Linked DNA regions of Anser cygnoides: region 1 is linked to region 2. Evidence: chromatin contacts called from public Hi-C data. All regions are on one chromosome and are shown on one strand. Each heading gives the region's core, a stretch centred on a gene start, on an enhancer-like site or on the middle of the called end of the contact. The rest is flanking DNA. Distances are from core to core; before and after follow the strand shown. Region 1 has its middle 47 kb from the start of MRPS18A. Region 2 overlaps LOC106029742 (a long non-coding RNA gene).

Evidence for each region. A called contact is a pair of places that touch in the nucleus more often than the background predicts.
Region 1: a contact with region 2 is called in a Hi-C map of liver, with 2.5 times the contacts expected there. The contact joins two enhancer-like sites. A contact is called at or near these places in 2 of 7 Hi-C or Micro-C datasets (both in liver).

The regions. Positions count from the first base shown.
Region 1 is chr3:34,324,790-34,328,089 of Taihu_goose_T2T_genome, forward strand. No RefSeq gene overlaps it. Among named protein-coding and RNA genes, the nearest start is that of MRPS18A, 47 kb to the right of the region's middle. Within about 2 kb of position 2,027, at least 2 of the 3 cell types and tissues checked have open chromatin away from gene starts, as enhancers often do. A contact at or near this core is called in liver, where this site is marked.
Region 2 is chr3:34,171,970-34,175,110 of Taihu_goose_T2T_genome, forward strand. All of the region lies in intron 2 of LOC106029742 (a long non-coding RNA gene), which reads right to left. Among named protein-coding and RNA genes, the nearest start is that of VEGFA, 88 kb to the right of the region's middle. Within about 2 kb of position 1,427, at least 1 of the 3 cell types and tissues checked has open chromatin away from gene starts, as enhancers often do. A contact at or near this core is called in liver, where this site is marked.

The sequences.
Region 1 (3,300 bases), core at 777-3,276, 150 kb after region 2:
TTGACACAGCAGTTCCTAGAGCACGTTTTAAGGGCAAATCAGCCTCAGTTAATAACCGTTTTTGGATTGCTTCATTTTGCATACCACATGCTAACCGCTCCCTTGACGCAGCATTTAAACTCTCTCCAAACTGGCAACACGCTAGTAATTTCCTTAGCCCCCCCACCTCCTTACCAACACATATTTAGAAATTGTTTCATTTTGCTGTTTTTTGTTGGTTTTTATTGCATTTTTCAGGAGCTCAAATGCATCACTATCACCACTGCCTTTATGGAGAGAGGGGCTGGGAAAATTTCCGCCATCTCGGCAAGCGTTCCACCAGCTAGTTTAACAGCAGCTACTAGCCTGTGGTTTCCTCCTCGGTTTTTCAGCAGTCACGGTATTCCTGGATTATAATCCCACCCTGGTCACCATTTCTTGTTTTGCTTTCCTTCTCAGACATAACACGAAGAGCCACACGGTCACGGATGAGCGCGTGCTGCATACACACAGCAGCTTCTCCCACTACATCCTGGCCACGAGCGTGGAGCAAACTTTGCTTTCTCGTTTGGCACTTCAGCCTGTCTTCTTAACCATTTATTTGCTCCCTGCAGGCTGTGCAGCTCCAGGATGTAAAGATCTGGTTTGATTTAGAGTATCTGTGACCCGATTGCAGCACCGGTTGATCTCTGCATCAGCTGATGGTTTTGTGTTGTAAATCCTCTCTGGCTGGAGCTCGGGCACACAGGCTGTTGTGTGTAAGTGGTTGGAGGTGTTGCTGCAGCCCTGAAGGGCCATGCCATAACCCCCTTTACCACCAGCACAGTCTCTCCAGCCCCAGAGCACCGCTTTTGGAGGGTGGGATGGGGAACGCATAAAAAGGTACCTTTTGGGAAGGGAGATGGAAGGACAGTCCAGGCACCAGGCTGGGGAAAGGCATTTTTACCATCTCCCAGCCCCACTCTGTGTTCTGGCAGAGCTGTGGAAATTCACCTGCAGTGTTACATCATGAGGGCCTGGCTCAGAAAGCTGAAAGGCTTCACCTCACCAGAGTCAGGCACTCGAGCACCAGCTGCGGGCGCAGCAGCATGGCTGGAAAGGTACTGAGGCCACGGTGACTCACAGGTAGGAGTCACGTCAGGAAGGGGATACCAGCTTGTATCGCCGTCCCCTCCCAGTTCGGTTTCAGTGGTTGCTGCTTGGCTCCTGCTGGTGGCATTTTCCATGCAAACTTGGCAGCGACACCAGTGCCCAGGATTAGCTTCCTCTGCAGGGGGAAGGGAAAGGCAGGTGATACTTGGGGTCGTGCCAGGCTGATCCTCACACAGAAAGACAATCTGGCTCCCTCTGGGCTCCGATGCTTTCTCTTGCCTCGTCCCAGAAGGGCTTCCTAAAACCCAAGTACGTTGCTCCTGGTGGCAGTGTTGCAGCCTGGACTGGCGTGATGCTACGGCAGTGAGGGGCATGGCAGGACCACCCCACCATGGCTGTCATGACCGGCTTGTTTCTGGGGCTCATCATCCCTCCCCGGCGTGCCCCTGCTCCCCCTGCCTTGCTCGGGCACCACACACACGCCAGACCTCCCAACAGCTGCAAACTCTCACTGCTTGTACAGAAAACAGCAGGCCAGCAACCGCCCTCTGTTTTCTTTTAGCTTAAATATGATAAATGTCAGAGAAAAGATGAGGAATTACTTTGGCCTGAGGTTCAGGACAGACAGCAGCAGATGTCAGGCCATGGGCAGATTTAGGGTGATGCCTTGCCTCATGCTATATTAAAGAGCATTGGTGTCTTGCCCCAGGAAAGGGGTACTGCCGCCTTCCCCAAGGCACCAGGTTAAGCATCAGATCTGCAGAGCCTCAAGGCTGCCTAACACAGCACTGAGCTCAAAATCATGATTTAGCCTGGTGGAAGATGCTGTGCAAGGAGCATCTGGGGGTGAGGGGCTGCAAATGGAGACTGAGGTACCCCAGCTCCAGCAGGCTTCGGGAGCTGCGGGACATGAGTGAGGAAAGAGACTTCGGACAGGATTAGCTGCAGGTGGGAATGAAGAACATGGGCTGAGCTGCAGGGAGGACATTTCCACAGCTGCTGTTTGCAATGTGCCCGGCTCTTGCCTCTGCTCGTGGTCTACTCACCTCTCACGAGCCACAGTTGTTTGTTTGTTTGCAGTGATTTCAAACCCAAGAGCAAAGCCTGAGCTGCCTGGAGCAGTGCTGCTGTCCGCTCCCACCAGCTGACCTCACATGTGTGCATGCAGGAGGAGGTATGTACACCATACTGCAGCCATCCAGGACCTGCTGCTTTAAACTCCAGCCATAGGTGTTGCATCAGGTTATGTAAAGTTCAGTTGCATCACGCACTGTTGCACAATGCAGCCTGCTCCTGACAGCGTGCCAGGCCCCGGCTTCATTCATCGATCAGGTCTCGTCGGCCGGAGCAAGCTGGCCAGGAGAAAGGTGCCTGCTCCTTGGGGTACCCTGCTGTGGAAGCCACCTCTTCCAGCTCACGACACCCTCCCAAAATGCGGGGGCAGAGCTGCCACCCAGGTCCGTGTTGCCATCATCACCAGCCATCATTATGACAGAACATTGGCACCAGGGCTCCATGAGAGTACAAGGCATGAGCTGCTCACCTGGCCACCCAGAGCAGGAACCATCTCTCCTCAGTGAGCTCCCCGCCACACATCCCCTGGCGTTGTGGGAGCCAGCACCATCCTGCCACAGTAAGTCATCAAAAATGTGCCATTTCAGAGCCATGTGCCCATCCCACTGTTGGTGTCCCCATATGGTACCTTGTGCAGGTGGTGCCGGGCAGCCTGGCATGGCATTGAGCCCGGCTGGTGCAGCCCCTCTGCCTCCATCCCCGCTGTATTTGTGTCCCTGTGGTCTGCAGAAACCATCAGGCATGGGCCAGGGCACTGCACCAGCTTGAGCAGTTCAAGCCCTAGGCTGATGGAAAAGATGGAGATGGGAATGGCCCATCCAAAGCAGCTGGATATAAGAGAACATCAGGAGCACATCTGAAACATGAAGGGGTTTAGAGGCAGCACCTAAACACCCAGGCCCATCTCCAGAGAGCTCCTGACCCCCACTGGGCTCCTGTGCATCTCCTCTCCCCGGACGTGCTGCGACACCCGTGGTGGCAGGCTTGGCGGTGTTGAGCTGCCAGTGGACTCATTGCTATTGTGTGAAATGCTCCCTTCTTGCCAAATGGCTCCCCTCCTCTGCTAGCAGCGCAATCCCGCGATGACCCACTCCAGGGTGCGGCAGTGCAAGCAGTGGCCCATCCACCGGGCTGAACTGGGTGGAAGCCCTGCGG
Region 2 (3,141 bases), core at 177-2,676:
AAGCTATGGACACCTGGGGCCAGACTGGCAAAAGTGCTGAGCGATCTCCATTGCAAGCGAGGTTGCTGGGAGCTGTGCCTTCAACACCAAATTATGGGAGTCCCTGGCACTAGAGGTTCAAGAAATCCTGGCCACTCCTGGCAAAAATCCTGGCAGAAATTCTCTCCCCCACACTCCCCCTCTCTTCAGTCAGGGATGTGTTTTGCCTCCCAAGATAGTTCGTATCAGGCCATCACACATTTGCCTGTGATTCCCTCTCCATTTCAGGTGGCTTTAGTATCAAAACTTTCTAACAAGGGTATCCTAGGTCCTGCTTAGATCATCTTTCTTCTATCCTCCTAGCGCCATGTCCTGCCCAAAGATGTTCTCCAGTGCTCATTTCATTTGTTCATGAGCCTTTTACAATATTAGACTTTCTCGTCCACACACCATTCTCCCTCCCCACTCTCCCTCTGATCCCCTCAATAATTTTCTTTTTTTTCCTTGTCCTTTTCTCTCAGTAAGTGCTCAGCTCTCATATTCACAGAACACAATTGGTTTTGTTATATATCTGCAGTTTTGTCTTTCACAATAGTTGCTTGGAGGGTAAATTCTCTGCAGATTTAAATAACATGCCAATGTCTAAACATATACAACACTGAAAAAAAAAAAAAAAAAAAGCAAACTCATGTAGCTGTAAATCAAACAGCCAGACAGAGTTAGTGGTCCCATCTCTAAACTCTCTGTCTTCATTCCACTTTAGTAAGATGGAAGTGGTGCTAGCTCCTTCCTCTTTTCGCAAGGTCTGCAGTAAGGGGAAATGTCTTCATGTTTGTGAACTGCTCAGATTTGGAGTGAAAGTGTCACAGAAAAACCCATGAGGAAATGTAATCCGTTTGCACTCTATGCAAAGCTTAAGTGGTGTTTAGTAAACAAGGTCTGAGGTCAAGTGATGAGGGTAAGAAAAAATTCTGAATAGTTACCCAGTGAGTTCAGTGATGATCTACCCCATACAGTGACCATTCTGTGACTGTAACACAATGCAGATTCATATAGAAGGCTGAATTGCATGAAGAATCATGATTTTGCATGAACAATCATGATTTTAGCACTTCCCATTTCTGAGCATTTCATGTTTCCAGCCACAGTGTTTTTTTAATGTCATTTTTAAGAGGTAATAAGGACACTGAGAATACAGAAACGAGTGTCTATCTATCTGAAATACTCTGCAGTTAACATATTTAGAAAGGCAGAACTTGGTTATCCACCTGTCCTCTGTGACAATACAGAATTGAACTTTATGAGATACATGCCACGTTACCTCCTCTGAAAGCTTCAGGCAAAGATCTGGAGGAAATGTTCATATTCTTGTGCACTTATTTGTTTAACCTTTTCCCCACGATATTCAGGTTAAATTTTCCCTTAACCCCATTCCTCCTCCCCCCCTTAAACCTTTACAAACAGGCAAGCACCATGTTAAAGATTCTTTGTCCTGGCTGCTCAGAAACCAGTAAGTGCAAGCAGGTATTAACATGCACCCATAAACACAGTCAGCCAATACAGAGCCAAACCAAGCAGGTTTGGGGCATTGTCCCATTGCAGTCTTCAAAAACCTGGACATGGCTGATCCCTCCAGGCCCTCAGTCCCTGCTGTCACTTTGCTGGAACACCATCCAGGTTATCACTGCCTCCCTGGCCTGGTATGCTACAGATTTCGGATCAAGATTGTAACTTCCTGGTTGTGTTTTGCGCGCGCTTTGTGCCAGCGAGACCAAACTCCACTGACCGTCCTTGTAGCCATACTGCATGCCAAGATCTTATCACATCTGTTCCACGTATCGGCCCACCTCCTGCCTTCCATTTCTTGAGCCCCACATCTGGCTTTCACCAACACACTCACAAGTTCTCTCACTATCACCTGCCAAAGGTTTCCTGCCTTCTCATAGGCTGTGTGTTTTGGGTTGATTAACAGGTGTTTGCTTTCTGTTTGTTTGGTTTTTATCCCCTAGATGAAAATGTTATTTTTTTGCCTGGCTCTCTGCTCCTCCAAAGTCACATTGTATTTGTTCTCTGCCTAAACTTGCTCTTGCAATTCAGCACAGTTAAGTAGCATTCGTTAATGCCATTAATGGGCTTTTAACTCCCCGCAACCCGATTAATAGTGGAGATATTAAGTACACCCAGAAGTAATGTTTACAAAAGCACCCATGTGATTTAGAAGCATGAGTCCTGTCAAATGTCTCCGCGTCAGCTTTGCCTTTGAAAGTGAACTTCACAGTCTGGCATGGACCCAGAGAGGTGGGAGCACCGGAGCAGGCTCATTTTTTTGGGTGCCCTTTTTTTATTTATTTATTGCAAGCCTATCCCTCTATAGTGTGACATTGGGGTTAGCATCAAATCAAAGTTGATTTGCGTACTTCGAGATTTTTTTCTTCCCTCCCTAACTGCTGGCAGTTTTTACAGGATCTTGTTTTCTGCCTTACTTCCTGCTCAGCCACTCGTTTTGCCCTTGTGTTTTTAAGAAAGCAATGGGGACTCTCTGTCACTTCAGGCTCTGTCTCCTTTATGTGGGGATAAAGTCTCCAGTATTACTTGTTTTTTTCAACCTCTATTTGTAAAATCCTTTCATCTTTCCTTGGCAGCAAGAACTCCCTTCGCATTCCTCTTGCATGCACCCTTTCCCTGCAGCAGGTAATGGCTGAGCATTCAGATTTGGTTGCTTTCCCTGCAGCAAAGGATATTAACATATCTAAATAAATACACCTGTTTATGCAGGAGCCAGACAGGCATCCACAACAGACAAGGCTTGCTCTGTCCTCTGAATGCTCCTCTCTCTAGTAAGCCTCACAAATGCCTTATCTCAACTGAGCCACCCTCAGTTTGCTTTCAGACCCCTGTATGGACCAGTCCCAGTTCTGAGAGAAGAACAAGACGACACCTAGCTTCCTTCTTGGGCTCCTCCTACAGGAAGGGATTGTTTACACCTTGATGCATACGAATAATTTCCCAGAACAGTGGGTAGCTACGTGGTGCTAATTCATCACAGCAGGAGCCACGCAGCTCTATCTTACTCACTACCCGAAAGCACTGAATCTCCAGGGTCCCATAGTCTGCTCCAGCTGTGATTTGTCCCAAACAACCATCAGAGCATGGCAGCCTACC